Linked DNA regions of Arachis hypogaea: region 2 is linked to region 1. The links are chromatin contacts, called in public Hi-C maps. All regions are on one chromosome and are shown on one strand. The core of a region is the stretch at or near the end of the contact, and the rest is flanking DNA. Distances in the headings are between cores, read along the strand shown.

Region 1 (3,162 bases), core at 466-2,965:
ACGTTTGAGTCAACGTGAGTGGAGGTGGCACAACGATGCCAGTGATGCATTGGAGTCAGCTGAACTAGATGCTCCACCAACCCTAGCTGGAATACTCATCGTTATGTCATCATCATTATCATCAACAATCGTAGTAGGCTCCACATCATCATCATCATCATCATCATCTCACAGTGCATCTTCGACACCATTCGGTGCTCCCTTCTCCTCGGAAATCGGGACTATAATAGGAGTCCCTTCTATCATAATAGCAAGCTCACAGAAATGTCAGTTATCACCTACTTCTCCACCACAAAGTATAGATAAGCTGATAAGGACAATGATGCAACAAAAACTACCTCAGGAGCAATCACAGGCATAGATGATAAAGCACCAAGAGGCATTGAACTAGAGATGGTTGGCATTGTTGAATATTGAGGATTCGGGTTCGAGCCTGTTGAACTATAGACCACATCTACTAGCTTGGTCAATAGCTCATGGGTCCTTATCTTGAAAAACTGATGACCACAATGGAACAGAACTTGCAAATCTTTGTCATTGTCTATGACGAATGAATTGTACTTCACACCATCAGACAACATAGAAATCAAAATTCTGTAGAATAATCTCTCTACTCATTTCATGCCAAGCAGCCCCAATTTTTAGATTTTATTATTCTAAAACTCGATGAAACTCGTAGAAGGTTTGAGAAAAATACTCAATGGATCCTTATTAGTAAATTTTATTCCAGATCTCATTTTTTCTTAATCGATTCTCTATAGTGCACTAGAACTAAAAAATATCACCATTAGCCATTGTGAGTTCCACTATGATGAGGAATTCACGTTCAGCTCCTATTTATATATGTAACTATCATAGTAAATCGAATTAATGTAACTCGATTTACACACACACATATCGAATCAGTGAGCTATTTATATGTGACACCACATGCAGAAAATCGAATGTAATTAATTCGATTTACACCATGCGAAATCCTATTCACGTAAATCGAATCCATTAATATCAATTTATAGGGTATAAGTGATAAATCAAATTGTTTAATTTTGATTTATATGGGGCAAGGCTAAATCAAATTATATTGATTCAATTTACATAGCAGATAGATAAATCGAATACATTAAATTCGATTTACATGGAGGAAGTTTAAATTGAGTTGATCTGATTCGATTTATATAATTTCATTGTTAAAATCAGATATGCATGTAACATTATATCATTTGGGACTATCACATAATATTGTTCTTCGTTTGGTTTCTTTAGGTGTTTTACCCATTCACAAACATAATTCTTCCTAATATTACATAAAGATAAAGTATACGGGAACAATATTTTTTATTAACGACATAAAAAATAGGTAAAAAAAAGAAATTTAATTTTAATTTTAAAAATTAAATTTTGAATTAGTTAGATATAATCTTTGTTTTGAATTTGACTTTTAACAACCACAAATCCTTCCTTTCACACCTGCACTGCGCCCCACCCCTAGTCCCTACAACCCCCCGCCGTCTCTCGCGAACCACCGCACGCATTCCGACTTCCTCGTTCGTCCGCAACTGCTGCACACATCCGTGCTTTGTCGCGCCTCCCCAACCGCCACACGCAGCCCAGCCTCGTCGCGCCTCTATCCCGCCCATCGTTGCGGGCATCCCAGCCTTGTCGCACTTCCATCGTGCCGCTGCAAGCAGTCCAACTTCGTTCTCCATCACGCCGCAGTGACTACCTCTGCTCCCCTCGCCTCCATCGTGCCGCTGCAAGCAGCCCAGCTTTGTCCTCCATCGTGCATGCGGATGTTTATTTTTCATGCAAATTGGATGTTTATTCTTAATGCGAATAAGATGTTTGTTCTTCATGCAAAATAAGATGTTTATTCTTAATACGGAATGACTCACCTGCACTCAGGGCTGGTGACAGTAGGAGACGGCAGCGCTTGGGAGCTTTCTCGCCGGCAAAGGAGACTGTGTGCTGAGGTAGGTGACCAACGGCTGACTGCGGTGAAAAAGGAAATTTGGATTAAAAAGGGGGTGTAATTAGGTCTAAGTGAAATTAGGTAAAGGTGGTTGGTTTGGGGTGAAAGTGAAATTGAATGGTTAATGGACTTGAAATCTGTTATTCACATTGTTCGCATCTCTCATTGTTCACTTAGAGGAATTGTTACATAAATTAAGTAAATAAGACTGTAAAGTTTTTATTTAAATTAAAAAAAGGTTTAATTACTCTGTTGGTCTTTATAGTTTTGCAAAAATTTTAATTAGGTTTCGATACTTTTTTTCCTTTTAATTGAATCCTTGCACCAAATTATTTTTGTAATTGAGTCCTTACACTCTTTTTTTTATTTGAATCCTTGTATCATTTTTTTTAGTTGGATCCTTATACAATTAAGCCAATTATTACCAAAAGAGACCTAATTGAAAAAAAATTGATACAAAAATCTAATTAAAAAAAATATAAGAATATAATTAAAAATTTTATAAAACTATAGAAACTAACAAATTAATTAAAAAAAAAACTATGTGGAGTTTTTGACATAGTTTTTGGTAATATTAATATTTTTTTGGGACCAGATCCAAATCAGAAGCCGCATTTTGAAACCTGGTCATTAATTTTCTGGCGGACCTAAGTTACTTGTTTTTATTTGTTTCGGCCAATAATATTCATGTTCAATTGTTTCGGTCTAGCAGCGTCATGGGATCTTTGTGGAAAAATTTCGGGATGTTTTTGGTGATGGTGAATTTCACATCTTCCATTGCCTCACGCTACAACAAATAATTACTTTTAGGTCTAAATTTTTAGTAGCTATCTATGAAGCACGAATAAGTTGTCGTGTTCGCGTGTTAGACATATTTTAGATACGACACTCATCAATATTCCTTTGACACATGTATTTGCTGTGTCCAACAATGTCTTAATAAAAAATAAAAATTTTTTTTCTAAACATGCTTAGACACACCTAAATACCATCACGTGTCAACGTATTCAATTTTATTCTTAACATATATTTTTAAAATAAATTTAGAAATGGTATATGTTATTATTTATTAAAATAAAAAATATTTTAAATACTTTATATAATTAAAATAAGACATTAAAAATAATTAAATTTTTTTATGTTTTAATATAAAAAATATCATTAAGATTTATCTAAAAAATATTTTATATTTT
Region 2 (3,432 bases), core at 732-3,231, 33 kb before region 1:
AATTAGTTATCAAAATCAGTTATTAGTATAAAATATATGTTAAAATAAATATATATTAAAAATAAATTAAATCACATATATATTTATATACAAATATATTAGTGACTGATTTTAGTGGTTGATTTTAGTATAAAAAAATATTTTTGAATAACTACAATTCCCCTTTTGATTTGATTTAGGTCAAGTCCTTAAAAGAAGCACCCAAGGACATTTTCAATCAAAGTAAGTGGTGCCAATTTACCCCTATAATCGATCACACACAGGGTACAACATAAAAAGAATGGAGTGGTGTTAGATGAACATCGAAAATTGAAAATCAATTGAAAACCAATATTCATTGGTTTCGATATTCAATATGATAAAATGGTAAAAATATTTCATAAGATGAAATCTAGAATCTACCCGACAACGTGTGCGCGTTTGTAACTTTTGTTTCTCCTTTACTTTTTCAGTTACCAAAATTTTGGGACCGAAACCCTAAGATCATGTTATAGTACTTTGAAGCAAATATTCCCCAAGATCCAGATCAATTTGAAGGATATACAATTGAATGTTCTGTTCTGAAATCAGAACCAAAACAAACAACGGAAAACTCTGCAAGATTCAACTAACTAACAGCACGAAATAAGAAAAAAAATTGTATAATTACTTCTGTTCTAGAATCTTGTCCCCTGTACCAACCATATGATTTAATTTAATATGTAGAATTTTAACAAAATTAAGATGATTTAAGAAAAGCACATGGCATCAATTTTCTAATTTTTAATCAAATAACAAACAGAAAATCAAAGCCATATATATGTTCTTAAATTGCGTTTATGTAAAGTTGATAGACGAGAATTATTAGATGATTGGATAAAATATACCTGGAATTACTTGTGCTGCAGCTGCTATTACTACTGCTACTGCTACCAGATCTCTTGGTGGAGCTGCCACTGTTGAGGCTTGAAGAACCACTGTCATCACTCTTCTTCCACCACTCCTTATCAGAATTATTATTATTAGTCGTTGGCCTCGGCGATACTTTGCTGTTATTCGCCGAGACCAACGACTCATTATTCTTGTTCTTGTTCTTGTTCTTATTTTTCTTCTTAGATCCCAAAGAGAAAGAAGGGATCATCATCTTCAGATAGAATCCACCTGATCCGCGATCAATGCTTCCACTTCTCCTAACCACTCTTCTACTACCTCCGCCGCCGCCGCGGCCACTACCGTTCTTTAGGCTCTTTGTTTTCCTCTGGTCCTCCGCCGCCGTGGGCGCCTCCTCTGAATTGTTGTTATGTCTGTGGTGATGCTCGACGAGATCCTTGAGAGAGAGCTCGTAATTGGACTCAGGCATGTTCTTAACCATCTCCATGAGCTCCCTTTGGCCTCTGACTATGGCTTGTGTTCGAGAAGCAGGGGACATGCTTCTGTAATGGTGGTGGTGGTGGTTGGCTCTGTTGTGATCACGTGAGGGGCTCGTGCTCCATAGAGGAGGAGAATCCACTTCGTCCCATGATGAGTTGTAACTACGATGCGTGGTTGTTGTTCCATTTCCATTGTAGAGAAGAAATGGATTGGTTGGTTCGTGTGTTCGTGGATCAAGCATGATGATGTCTCTCTTGCTCTGTTTTTTTGGTGGTTCTGTTTTGTGTTTGTAATGTTTGTTTGAAGCAAAGGTGTTTGTTTTTCATTCACCGACGACACGGTTGAGATAGGAGTGAGAAGTGAGAGCTGTTAATGAATAAAGAATAATGCTTTATGGTTTATGCTGCTAAATGCTAATTAATTAATTATTTAATTAATTTGTTTGGTAATCGGGATATTATAGTGTTGAATGAGGGAATAAAATTAACAGGGATTAGCCTCCTTAAGGCTTAAAGTCAAGGGATTCTGGATGCTGGTGGATTTGTGGGGCCCAATTCTTTAATTGCTCTCTCACCCTCACATTTCTCTCGTTTGTCTCTTCTTTTTTTTTAAATGTAACTTTAATCTTTATTTTTCTAAAAGAAGAAAACGATATTGATTCTATTATTTGCACATTAAGAAATTAGATCATGCTTCTAGATTGATATGTGCTCGTATTTTTTTTTTTTTGTCTCATGGTTTAATTATTATATAAATTAAAGAAATATAAGATTTGTCCCTTTTTTTATACTAAATATATCTAAATTTGTACACATTCTTGTATAGAAGATTTTTTTGAAGTATATCTCATCGCTTTAATGAAACATGTCATTTTATCTTTTTCGTAAATAAAATATATGTCAAATTCTAAAAAACAGCCCATGATATGAATATTTGTAAAAGATATTTTAATACTTAAATAAGTAATAATTTAAAAAATTAATAGAATGATTTAGATGAGTAATAGATTTTTAAATATCTTTTATTTTTTATTTTAATTTTTTTATAGATGATCATCCAATAATATGACGATATGTGATATAATTTATTTTTGAATGATATGTAACAATTTAATAATAATTATTAAATGTATTTGTTGATTTTTTAACTGATTTTTGAAATTTTGAGACATTAATCGATAGGTATAGTAATTTTTTTCGGCGGAGTAAGTATCTGTGAAAATTTACCTGTCAAAGAACATATTTGGGGTCAATTTCTTTCATAGGAGACGGAGACGGGACCCTATATAATAAACGGGACAGAGACGGGGATAGAGGTCCCCGTCCCGTGGATATTCGTATAATCCTCGTTATAGAAAATGACCAAAATATCCTTCATATATACATATTAGTTTTAAACCCTCCTGAAACCCCAAGCCATCATTCACATTTGACATTCCCTCTTTTCGTTCAAATCTGATAAAATCATTCACAAAACCCTAACTTCTTGTTCTTTTTAATCCACCTTTTCTCTTAATGTCGTTTCGTCATCTATCATCCGCCGCCATCCTAAACCCCTCACTATTGCCACCCTAAACCCTTCACCGTCATGCATTTGCACTCTTTTTCTCACTTAAATCGCGTCGCCGTTTTCGTCATTCATCATCCATTGTCGGCGTCTTCTCTCTTCACGCGTCCGTGAGTGTCGCCGTTGTCGTCTTCGTTGAAGCAGTGAGGATTCTCTCAACACCATCTTCGTTGCGGTAGGAAGGGTTCTCTCAATGCCGTATTCGTCGCAGTAGGGAGGGTCGTCGTCACCGCTTTTGTCGCAGCAGTGAGGGTCTCTGTCTTCATCGTTCTTCATATGTGGATTGCTGTTATCACTGTATATGTGGATTTGCTATTATCACTGTCTATATTCTATGTGTGTTAATTCTATTATCAAAATTTCTGTGAATTTGCCTTATTCATTTGTGGATTTGCTGTTATCATTTGAGTATTTACTTTCGGAGGTTCCATGGTTATCAATAATTATCTCTATTTTTTTAAATTTTTTTCAATTTTTTTGTTTTAAAAAAAAATCCACGAATAACCGAGTCCCCGA

The links. A called contact is a pair of places that touch in the nucleus more often than the background predicts.
Region 2: a contact with region 1 is called in a Hi-C map of an unstated tissue, with 3 times the contacts expected there. The contact joins the promoter of LOC112706002 here to the enhancer-like site in region 1.

What each region holds. Positions count from the first base shown.
Region 1 is chr8:9,535,219-9,538,380 of arahy.Tifrunner.gnm2.J5K5, reverse strand. No RefSeq gene overlaps it. Among protein-coding and RNA genes, the nearest start is that of LOC112706001, 26 kb to the right of the region's middle. Within about 2 kb of position 1,715, at least 1 of the 3 cell types and tissues checked has open chromatin away from gene starts, as enhancers often do.
Region 2 is chr8:9,568,259-9,571,690 of arahy.Tifrunner.gnm2.J5K5, reverse strand. LOC112706002 reads right to left here and starts at 1,981. Exons shown (of 2, transcript XM_025757067.3): 1 at 867-1,981. The coding sequence starts at 1,591.